2 separate regions of the Mus musculus genome follow, and region 2 is linked to region 1. Evidence: chromatin contacts called from public Hi-C data. All regions are on one chromosome and are shown on one strand. The core of a region is the stretch at or near the end of the contact, and the rest is flanking DNA. Distances in the headings are between cores, read along the strand shown.

The links. A called contact is a pair of places that touch in the nucleus more often than the background predicts.
Region 2: a contact with region 1 is called in a Hi-C map of the N1E-115 cell line, with 7 times the contacts expected there. The contact joins two enhancer-like sites. A contact is called at or near these places in 2 of 484 Hi-C or Micro-C datasets (the N1E-115 cell line and liver) and 1 of 9 other capture datasets (liver).

The regions. Positions count from the first base shown.
Region 1 is chr9:122,231,585-122,237,556 of GRCm38.p6, reverse strand. The region is part of intron 11 of Ano10 (anoctamin 10); the gene reads left to right. Among named protein-coding and RNA genes, the nearest start is that of Mir8106, 39 kb to the left of the region's middle. Within about 2 kb of position 3,771, at least 59 of the 459 cell types and tissues checked have an H3K27ac peak or open chromatin away from gene starts, as enhancers often do. A contact at or near this core is called in the N1E-115 cell line, where this site is marked.
Region 2 is chr9:121,880,298-121,885,598 of GRCm38.p6, reverse strand. No RefSeq gene overlaps it. Among named protein-coding and RNA genes, the nearest start is that of Ackr2, 15 kb to the left of the region's middle. Within about 2 kb of position 3,813, at least 96 of the 459 cell types and tissues checked have an H3K27ac peak or open chromatin away from gene starts, as enhancers often do. A contact at or near this core is called in the N1E-115 cell line, where this site is marked.

The sequences.
Region 1 (5,972 bases), core at 2,522-5,021:
ACTTGTCCATAAGTCTGTGATTTAAATCCTGTGTCTATGTGCTCTAAGCCACTGAAGAGCAGTATTGAGTGTGTGTACATACATGCATATGTGCATACGTGTGTGTATTGTGCTTGTGTTGGTGACTATGTATTCACTGTATAGGGATGCATGCATTTGTATGTTTCTCTTAGAAATATATTATTCATATTGTTGAAGTAAAATATCAGAATTTATTTTAGAGCCAGAGAGAACTCAAGAATCTCTATTAGTACTTAAAAGGAGGCTCAGAAAACAATGCAGTTGCTGTATTTTGTAATTCTATGGGGTAATCTAAATAAATATTCAAATTGTTTTAAATTGAAGTACAGCATGTGTAGATAGGTAGGTAGGTAGATACAACATACATGACAGGCATCCATCCATATATATATATATATATGTGTGTGTGTGTGTGTATATATATATATACATACATACATACATATGTATATATACATACATATATATATGTGGATATATATATATATATATACATACATACATATATATGCATGCATATATACATGCTTACATGTTGTGGATATTGAGCTTGATGAAGTTTGACTGGCCGCATTTGTCTGACAGACATTTTCCCAAAGCCTCTATGTCCTTTCTATGTTTTTTCAGTTAGCACTTGTTGGAATTATTCAAGATGCTCTGAGTAGATTTTCCTCTGGCTGGTTAATTCATTATCTTTCCCTGCTCTGTGATGAGTGCTGTTCATGGCGGGCAGCAAGTGGCAGTGCTCCACAGAGGTGTTGTGTCCCAAAATAGTCACACATACTATGACTTTAAGTCTAGTGAAGAAGTTGTCAAAAGTGATGGTTAATGAGTGAGACTAATAAAATATAGAGACTTAAACAGGACAGAACAGGACAATGAGTGTGTCTCTAATTCTGAGCATGAATCTCAAACGGGAGAGAAGATTTTATTGTCTGTATGTCCATCGTCTCTGACTGCAGAAACTCTGTTGGTACTCATTACAGTCAGTCCTCTGTGCACAGACTTGACTGTTTAATATCCCTGGGTGGATGTGTAAGTGTGTACACTGCCTGTCTCTCTCAAACCAGAGCAATAATTCTGTCATAAAACAAATAGAATAATAAATTGTTCCTGGTGGGGAGATCATGCTGAAGTCATGTACAACCAGGAGACCTCGATCTGGAAGAAATAGTTCCTAGAAAAGCTAAGTCTAGGCCGGTCAGTGGTGGCGCACGTCTTTAATCCCAGCACTTGGGAGGCAGAGGCAGGTGGATTTCTGAGTTTGAGGCCAGCCTGGTCTACAGAGTGAGTTCCAGGACAGCCAGAGCTATACAGAGAAACCCTGTCTCAAAAAGCCAAAAAAAAAAAAAAAAAAAAAAAAAAAGGAAAAGAAAAGAAAAGAAAAACTAAGTTTCTTTAAAAGAAAAACTGGGCTGGCGAGTTGGCTCAGTGGGTAAGAGCACCCGACTGCTCTTCCGAAGGTCCAGAGTTCAAATCCCAGCAACCACATGGTGGCTCACAACCATCTGTAATGAGATCTGACTCCCTCTTCTGGTGTCTAAAGACAGTACTTACATATAATAAATAAATAAAAAAAAAAAAAAAAAAAAGAAAAACTAAGGCTAGAACTTACGCTCTGTGAGCGTCTGCCCTATTGATCTTGACAGCAGACCAGAATGGATTTGGGAAGGGCCTCAGCTCTCACTGCTCCTACCCCTTCACCACAACAAGACTGCTTTGAGGAATCTATAAAGAGATTTCTCTATCAAAAACAGCAAAAGTGCCCCTACAGCTAAAGTCACATACTCAGTGGTGTAAGGCTGGACACTGCCTAAGATCAGGAATGGGAAAAAGATGGCAACTCAAACTTGAGCAGGTTCTGGAAGGCTAGCTGAGGTGTTCAGTCAAGAACACAGGACAAACACATTGTTTTTAAAGAAGTGTACCACTGAATGATAGACAGAACGCAAGCTCTTCTGTAGACAAGACCCTAAGTAATCCAGTGTTGCAGGAAGTATTAAAAATCCAAACGGCATGTTCTGAGCATGCTCTGAGCTCGTGCCGGCAACTCTCTGCCCCAGCGGCCTGGCCAGACATACACTGGCGGACAATGGCTGACCTGTTCTTGTCTCGTAGAGACTCTCTGGCCCGGAGCTCCCAAAACATCTCCACCCAGCTTGCTAAGTTCCTACACGTCAGCCCCATGCTTCAGATCCCCCACAGCCTTTGCAGTGTACCTCAGGCAAACCCACACTTTAATGCAACCTTTCTCTCTTGAACCCAGACAAGCCACTGTGTGAAGGAAAACACAACACAAACTTAGTTCAGAAAAGATGGTAACTCAATTGCTGGGTACAACAACTAAAATCCTAATCTTGTAAGCCTTATTAAATCTAAATCTTCCTGTATCAAATCCTGACTGATCCACAATTGAAATGGGAAACACTCGTAGCTACATCTTGTCTTCACGCTATCCCTGTCCCAAAAAACCTAACTCTCTCCTGCTTCCTCACTTCCTCAGTCCAACCTGGAAGTCCCTCCTACTCACCAAGTGATTGGCTCCTTTATTAATTAGGGTATTGGTTCACAAGAAGTCACCTGAGTACGTGTGTCTCATTCTTGTCCACATAATCCCTCCCAGGAGAGTGGAATTAGCATCAAAATACAAACAGCACCAGGCCTATCCACAATACATCCAGTGAGAAGCAGATGGAATGAACAACTGTCAGGAAGGTTACAGACTCTGGGAACAGCTTGGGAAAGGGAACTAGGGTTCTTTGTGGCATCCAACAACACACCATGAGTGAAATGAAGAACACAGTTCCAGGGCTGGAGAGATGGCCCAGTGTTGTAAAGCCTTGGCTACTTTCCCAGAGGACCCAGGTTCAATTCCTAGCACCCATATGGAGGCAGACAACCACCTGTAACTCCAGTTTCAGAGGAGATGTCTGGTTTCTTCCTGCTTGTTCTTGAGTTGCAGACCTTCCCGTTACATCAGGATGACCAAAAAGGCTTTGTTTGTCTGACCACATTAGCATCTAAGGCAGTGGTTCTCAACCTGTGGGTCTCGGCCCCTGTGTGTGTGGTGTGTATGGTTCCATGTCAGGTATTTATATTACAATTCATAACAGTAGCAAAATTACAAATATAAAGTAGTGACACAATAATTTTATGGTTGGGGTCACCACAAAATGAGGAACTGTGTTAGTGGTTTGCAGCATTAGGAAGGTTGAGACCTACTGCCCTAAGAGAATCTGTTTTATGAGTTTAGCAGATATTCTCAACTGATGGAGAAGTAATTGCCCAGTTGTGAGTTTGTAATCGAATTGCTGTGAGCCCCATGGCTGTCGTTACTGAGCCTAATGGAGGGGCTGAAGGGAAACAGAGCCACACATGCCATAAACAAGGCTGTTAACTCTGTAGCCCTGCGCTGAGTCATCTTGACGGATTCTTTAATGATGGGATAAGAGCAGACCCTGACCGTTGCCCCGGCCCCACAGTGTGCATCTTCTCTCTTGTGTTTGAAATTAATATCTTAATTTGGAGTTCTGTGTTCGATATTGAATAGTACTTTCTTCTCAGATGCCCATGGACTGTGTGCCATCTTTGCCACAGGTGCAGCCTGCAGACTGGTTCAAAAGTATGGCAAGCGTGTGTTTTCAGTGTGTGTTTTCAGTGCTTTGAGATAAGCATTGTGAAGCTTCTGAAGTCTGGTGCTGCTGTGCTGTAAACACACTGGCTCATGGTCTCCTGATATTGGCCAGCTTGGGTGGCAGTCAGCTGGTGCGGTGAGTGACACACTGCTGCCCAGGGACTTAACCAACAGGAAGTTATCCACCTACCATTCCAGACACTGGAAGTCCAGGATGCAGGTGCTGGTACAGCAGGCAGGTCTCAGTCCACACTGAGTGCATAAGCTTTGTGATGCCCGTTCACTAGATGTGGATCCGGAATCAGGAGCACACTGCTGTGAATGGAATCAATCGCCTTAGTTACTGTATGCCCCTGTCTTCATACACAGTCACCCTGGGAGCCGGGACTTCACCAAAGAACCCATCTGAGAAATGTCACTGCACAGTCAACCTGAACTAGTGTTGAAGCAGGAAGCTGCTCTGAGTTTCACACTTGAGTATTAATCACACTACGTGACCTTAACATTGAGCACGATTGCTCCTATGGAATGTTTGATCTTTAGAAGAAAACATTTTTAAAAACTGGATTGGACACTAGAAAAACTAATCAGGTAGTTGATTCCTTCAGAGGCCTGGACATAAACTTGGTGTGATTATAGCAGGTAAGTGTGCACAGGTGTGTCTGTGTGCTCTGGCCTGCTGTCCCTTCACAGACCCCACCACCCTGTAGGAGGGGTAGGCAGGGCTTTCCTGCCCCTGCTTGGATGTGGTTTTTACTGCTGTGCACTTTGAAACCACACACATGCTTGACATTTCCCTATCTCTTTGGGGATTGTTTCTTTCCAACCTGCCACTGCTGCTTCCGGTTTAACTGCTCATGGGTCCTGCCTTTGCCTCACATCTGCCTCTTGCTCGCTAGCTTCCTTGCAGCATGCAGACCTTGCATGGCACCACTATGCTTTTTATCTCCTGTCTAGGTGTCTTTGGAAATTCTCTCTCACCTAATTTTTGCTTATCAGAGGACCTCGTCGAGGACTCCCCTCCCTATCCTTCAAGATCTAGTCCAAACATAGCCTTTCCCATTTTCCCTACCTTCCCCCAAATTATGATGAGGTGCCACATGTGTTAGCAGTACCCCCTCTGCTGACAGTTTCTCAGAATGGGAGATGTACTGTTCTCAGTGTTGGCATCACTGTGGTTCTGGGTCATACAGAAGATACACAGCCAGGCTGCAGCCAAGTCAGCTGCAAAGAGAATAGAGCATCCCTGCCCATGTGCTCTGAGAATCAGCTGTGTCTATGGCCACACCACCTGGACCTGCTTCATACATGAGCAGGTGTGAGGTATACATTGAGGGACATAGATATTTGGCTTTATAAAGTAAAGGTGATTTTCAGGCAGATATGGGTGTCAGATGTCAGACCAACATCAGTTCCATAAGGGAGAATTGATAACACTCCACTGTACAGCTTAGCAGGAGGTGTCTCCTAGAGGCAGGACTCCATTAAAGACACTTGGTGAGGTTTTGCACCACCGGGTGAATCAGTGAATGCCCTATGATCTCTTTACTTTTCTCTCTAGCTGGGGAGCTGCAGTGAGAAGCTAGGCAGCAGGATGTGTGAGTGGCTTCTTCTGGAGGCACCGTGGCACTTGTCTTTGTGTGTGTGTTGCACTCCATTACTATGTTGGACTAACTGTGTTGGTCTGTTTTAACTGTCTCTCTCACAAGACTTAAAGCAATAATCCCCCAAAATGAAATCAGTCAAAAGTTCACGAGGCTTTGTGTGTTGCTTATACAAATTCACTAATATCACAATAATCAAATAGTACTGTCTTTGTAGTAGTCTTCTAACTGAGCTACACAGGGTAATAGTTGGTTCTGCCTTAAGCTTGTTGTGATTGTGCTAACCATAAATATAATTGCTTCTACTATGAGAAAGATAACTTTTCTATATTTCTGTCTACTTACCATGCAGAATAAACAAACTCTGGCCAATTGCCACATTAGTAAAAGGACTGTTATTGGCAGTTTTTTCTGTATATCTGATGGGTTTTAATTAAGCATTTACTGAACCACATACTTTTAAAAAAATTTTTACTCCCTCCCTCCCTGTTTCCAGCAGCAATGCAAGGATTGGGGGAAAGCATCTACTCCATCCGAGTCAGTGCACAGTCTCGTAGACTTTAAGCTGAGTTCTTTATTATAATAATTATAGACTCAGACATGATTGTAATTATTTGTGCAAGATTTCATGGACTGCTTATCCAGTTTCCTCTAATGGGGGTGTTTACAGAACCGTGGAGTGTCAAACAGTCATAGAGTCAACTGAGCTTGTA
Region 2 (5,301 bases), core at 2,564-5,063, 350 kb after region 1:
ACTCTGATACCTAAACAACATAAAGACCCAACAAAGATAGAGAACTTCAGACCAATTTCCCTTATGAATATCAATGCAAAAATACTCAATAAAATTCTCGCTAACCGAATCCAAGAACACATCAAAACAATCATCCATTCTGAAAAAGTAGGTTTCATTCCAGGGTTGCAGGGGTGGTTTAATATATGGAAATCCATCAACGTAATCTACTATATAAACAAACTCAAAGACAAAAACCACATGATCATCTCGTTAGATGCTGAGAAAATCATCTCACTTCATTTGACAAAATCATTTGACAAAATCCAACACCCATTCATGATAAAAGTCTTGGAAAGATCAGAAATTCAAGGCCCATACCTAAACACGATAAAAGCAATCTACAGCAATCCAGTAGCCAACATCAAAGTAAATAGTGAGAAGCTGGAAGCAATCCCACTAAAATCAGGGACTAGACAAGGCTGTCCACTTTCTCCCTACCTATTCAATATAGTACTATAAGTCCTAGCCAGAGCAATTCGACAACAAAAGAAGATCAAGGGGATACAAATTGGAAAGGAAGAAGTCAAAATATCACTATTTGCAGATGATATAATAGTATATATAAGTGACCCTAAACATTCCACCAGAAAACTCCTAAACCTGATAAACAGCTTCAGCGAAGTAGCTGGATATAAAATTAACTCAAACAAGTCAATGGCCTTTCTCTACACAAAGGATAAAGGCTGAGAAAGAAATCAGGGAAACAACACCCTTCACAATAGTCACAAATAATATAAAATACCTTGGTGTGACTCTAACTAAGGAAGTGAAAGATCTGTATGATAAGAACTTCAAGTCTCTGAAGAAAGAAATCAAAGATTTCAGAAGATGGAAAGATTTCCCATGCTCATGGATTGGCAGGATTAATATAGTAAAAATGGCTATCTTGCCAAAAGCAATCTACAGATTCAATGCAATCCCCATCAAAATTCCAACTCAATTCTTCAGCGAATTAGAAAGGGCAATTTGCAAATTCATCTGGAATAACAAAAAACCTAGGATAGCAAAACCTCTTCTCAATGATAAAAGAACCTCTGGTGGAATCACCATGCCTGACCTAAAGCTGTACTACAGAGCAATTGTGATAAAAACTGCATGGTACTGGTATAGTGACAGACAAGTAGACCAATGGAATAGAATTGAAGACCCAGAGATGAACCCACACACCTATGGTCACTTGATCTCGACAAGGGAGCTAAAATCATCCAGTGGAAAAAAGACAGCATTTTCAACAAATGGTGCTGGCACAACTGGCGGTTATCATGTAGAAGAATGTGAACTGATCCATTCTTATCTCCTTGTACAAAGGTCAAATCTAAGTGGATCAAGGAACTCCACATAAAACCAGAGACACTGAAACTTATAGAGGAGAAAGTGGGGGAAAGCCTCGAAGATATGGGCACAGGGGAAAAATTCCTGAATAGAACAGCAATGGCTTGTGCTGTAAGATTGAGAATCAACAAAAGGGACCTCATAAAATTGCAACGCTTCTGTAAGGCAAAAGACACTGTCAGTAAGACAAAAAGGCCACCAACAGATTGGGAAAGGATCTTTACCAATACTAAATCAGATAGGGGACTAATATCCAATATATATAAAGATCTCATGAAGGTAGACTCCAGAAAATCAAATAACCCCATTAAAAAATGGGGCTCAGAGCTAAACAAAGAATTCTCACCTGAGGAATACCGAATGGCTGAGAAGCACCTGAAAAAATGTTCAGCATCCTTAATCATCAGGAAAATGCAAATCAAAACAACCCTGAGATTCCACCTCACACCAGTCAGAATGGCTAAGATCAAAAATTCAGGTGACAGCAGATGCTGGCGAGGATGCGGAGAAAGAGGAACACTCCTCCATTGTTGCTGGGATTGCAAGCTTGTACAACCACTCTGGAAATCAGTCTAGTGGTTCCTCAGAAAACTGGACATAGTACTACTGGAGGATCCCGCAATACCTCTCCTGGGCATATATCCAGAAGATGTTCCATCTGGTAAGAAGGACACATGCTCCACTATGCCTTATTTATAATAGCCAGAAGCTGGAAAGAACCCAGATGCCCCTCAACAGAGGAATGGATACAGAAAATGTGGTACATTTACACAATGGAGTACTACTCAGCTATTAAAAACAATGAATTTATGAAATTCCTAGGCAAATGGATGGACCTGGAGGGTAATCATCCTGAGTGAGGTATCCCAATCACAAAAGAACTCACACAATATGTACTCAATGATAAGTGGATATTAGCCCAGAAACTTAGAATACCCAAGATACAATTTACAAAACACATGAAACTCAAGAAGAAGGAAGACCAAAGTTTGGACACTTTGCCCCTTCTTAGAATTGGGAACAAAACACCCATGGAAGGAGTTACAGAGACAAAGTTTGGAGCTGAGACGAAAGGATGGACCATCTAGAGACTGCCACACCTGGGGATCCATCCCATAATCAGCCTCCAAATGCTGACACCACTGCATACGACAGTAAGATTTTGCTGAAAGGACCCTGATATAGCTGTCTCTTGTGAGGCTATGCCGGTGCCTGACAAACACAGAAGTGGATGCTCACAGTGAGCTATTGGATGGAACACAGGGCCCCCAATGGAGGAGGGACTAATACCCAATATATATAAAGAACTCAAGAAGGTGGACTCCAGAAAATCCCAAGGAGCTGAAGAAGTCTGCAACCCTATAGGTGGAACAACAATATAGACTAACCAGTACCCCCAGAGCTTGTGTCTCTAGCTGCATATGTAGCAGAAGATGGCCTAGTCGGCCATCATTGGGAAGAGAGGCCCCTTGGTCTTGCAAACTTTATATGCCTCAGTACAGGGGAACGCCAGGGCCAAGAAGTGGGAGTGGATGGGTAGGGGAGTGGGGGGGGGGGTAATGGGGGACTTTTGGGATAGCATTTGAAATGTAAATGAAGAAAATACCTAATAAAAATAAAATAAAACCGAAAAAAGAAAAAGAAAAAAGAAGTCAAGTCACAAGGATGGGATAAGGCCTGTGGGAACATCCCAAGTGCAACCTCCAGGTTGTTTACCCACAAGAGGTTATGTGAGCATCAGGAGGCTGCCTTCAGTGCACAGCCACAGCCTCTCTTATTCATGGCTAACTGCTTGGAGATTGCTCAGGGTCTGTGGTTGATCTCATGGCTGAATGTTGGTTAGGACAGCAAGGCTGTGCCACGAAGGGTGGGGTCAGTGTTTACAAACGGCTGACAGGCTGCACAAACGGAAAAACGGGACTCACTTCCTGCCCGTGCAGCTCATTCAGAAATCCATCATGACTAAGGGACACTGCCCTTTCCAGACGGGGGCTCCTGGAAGGGAGAATTGTGTCTTGTTTTTCTGTGGTACTCTGAGTCCACAGTGGCCCATTGGATACACTGAAGCCTCAGGAAGTGTCTGGGACCTTGCTGATAAACATGAGTCCCACACTGTGTTCACTGTCTGTCGGATGATGGACCAGGTTTCCAGTGACACAGGGCAAGGGAAACAAGTTGGAGGTGACAGAGGGAATCTGGATCCACAGCTGGCATGCAAAAGGTCTGGGGACTTGGAAGCAGGATTACACCTCCTCGTCATTCCTTCATTTGGAATATGACCCCACAGTTTGTCAGCACTAAAGCTGAATTTCATATCCCGTCAACAGACATCACCCATGACTTCCTGGAAAATCTGTTTCCCAGAACTACTGGTGTATCTTGAATTTAGAACACTAGTAAACATACAAAGGGCTGGGAGATGTCTCAGTGGGTAAAGTGCTTTCTGAACAAGCGTGAGGACCTGAGTTCATACAAAGAGCTGGGTGTTGGGGGCCTGAGGGCTGCTTTAGCCGTTAAGAGCATTGGCTGCCCTTCCAAGATCCGAGACTCCCAGCATGCACACAATGGCTCACAACTGTCTGTAACTCTAGTTCCAGGGGATATGGTGCAGTTATACATGCAAGCATAAAAATTAAATTTTAAAATTAAAAAAAAAAAAAAAAAAAGATGAGTGGGTGGCACCCATCTGTAATTCTATTGCTGGAGAGAGACAGGCAGATCCCTGGAGTTTGCTGCCCTCTAGCCGAGCTGGTGAATGCCAGGTTCACCGTGGACACATGTGTACACCCACATACAAATACACATAGACACAACATACAGTGTACCACAGTTTCTTAAAGTTGTGGCGACTGAGCCAGATTCTTTTAGGATCCCTACAATTTCGACAGGCTCCCAGATTCAAACATTCCAGAGATTTGAGCCGGAACAAGGTCATGAAACCAAATGTTCCTGAAGACGAAGAGTTCTCTGTTTAAATCCGGATCACACTCCTGCTCAGACCAAGGCCCCCTGCAGAAGCCTGTTTAATTTCTTTAGGATTTTTATTTTTATATGTATGCATGTGCTTATGCACACGTGTTCACGTGCTCAGGTAACCACGGAAGCCAGAAACGAGCTTCCGCCCACCCCCGCCCCGCCCTCGCCCCAGCGGAAGCCACAGGGAGTCGTGAGCCACTTGACCTGGGTGTTAAGAGCTGAAGTCAAACCATCTGGAAGAACAGCAAGTGCGCCTAACAGCTGAGCCATCTCTCCAGCCCATCAGCCACTAGCAAGGAAGAGACCAGCGCCCTCTACTGGGAGCACGTCTAAGAATCTGTAACATCCTAATAGCATCCATTCACCAAGCGTTTGGGTTCCAGGGCCATTTTCATTTCCCCAAGGAAGTTTGCAGGCTCATTACCAGAGGCTGGGACATCTTGGGGGACACATGCCTATGCCCACATAATGGGCACACCTTAACTCAAAGTGCCTCCCTTCACGCCCCCACATCCTTCATGTTACACATTCCTTCTTGGCAGTGCAAGATTCCCTCTTCCTTGCTTACTGGGAGTCAGGGACAGCCTGACTACAGGGCAACTCTCCCTTCCACTGAGACCTAAAAGAAACCCACACTTTGCCTTGAGGGTCTGAACTCTCATTGGAGCTTCCACCACGTTCGTGGTGCTAAACTAATAAATCTCTTACTAGACAGGATAATCTGCCTTAGTGTCCCACCTCAACCCCAAACCGGAGACCTTTCACTCTGTGGCCCAAAACAGCCAACCAATACGCAATCTGTGGCAGGGAGGATTGCGTCTGAGGTAGTTTGGAAGTGAGAGAAAGTTTTATAGAGGTCACCACGTGAGGAGTTTGGGGAAGATGCTAAAGCCTGCCGCACTAGTCATCTTTGCAAAGGCCTGAAAGAGGGGAGACCTGTGGACGAGGCAG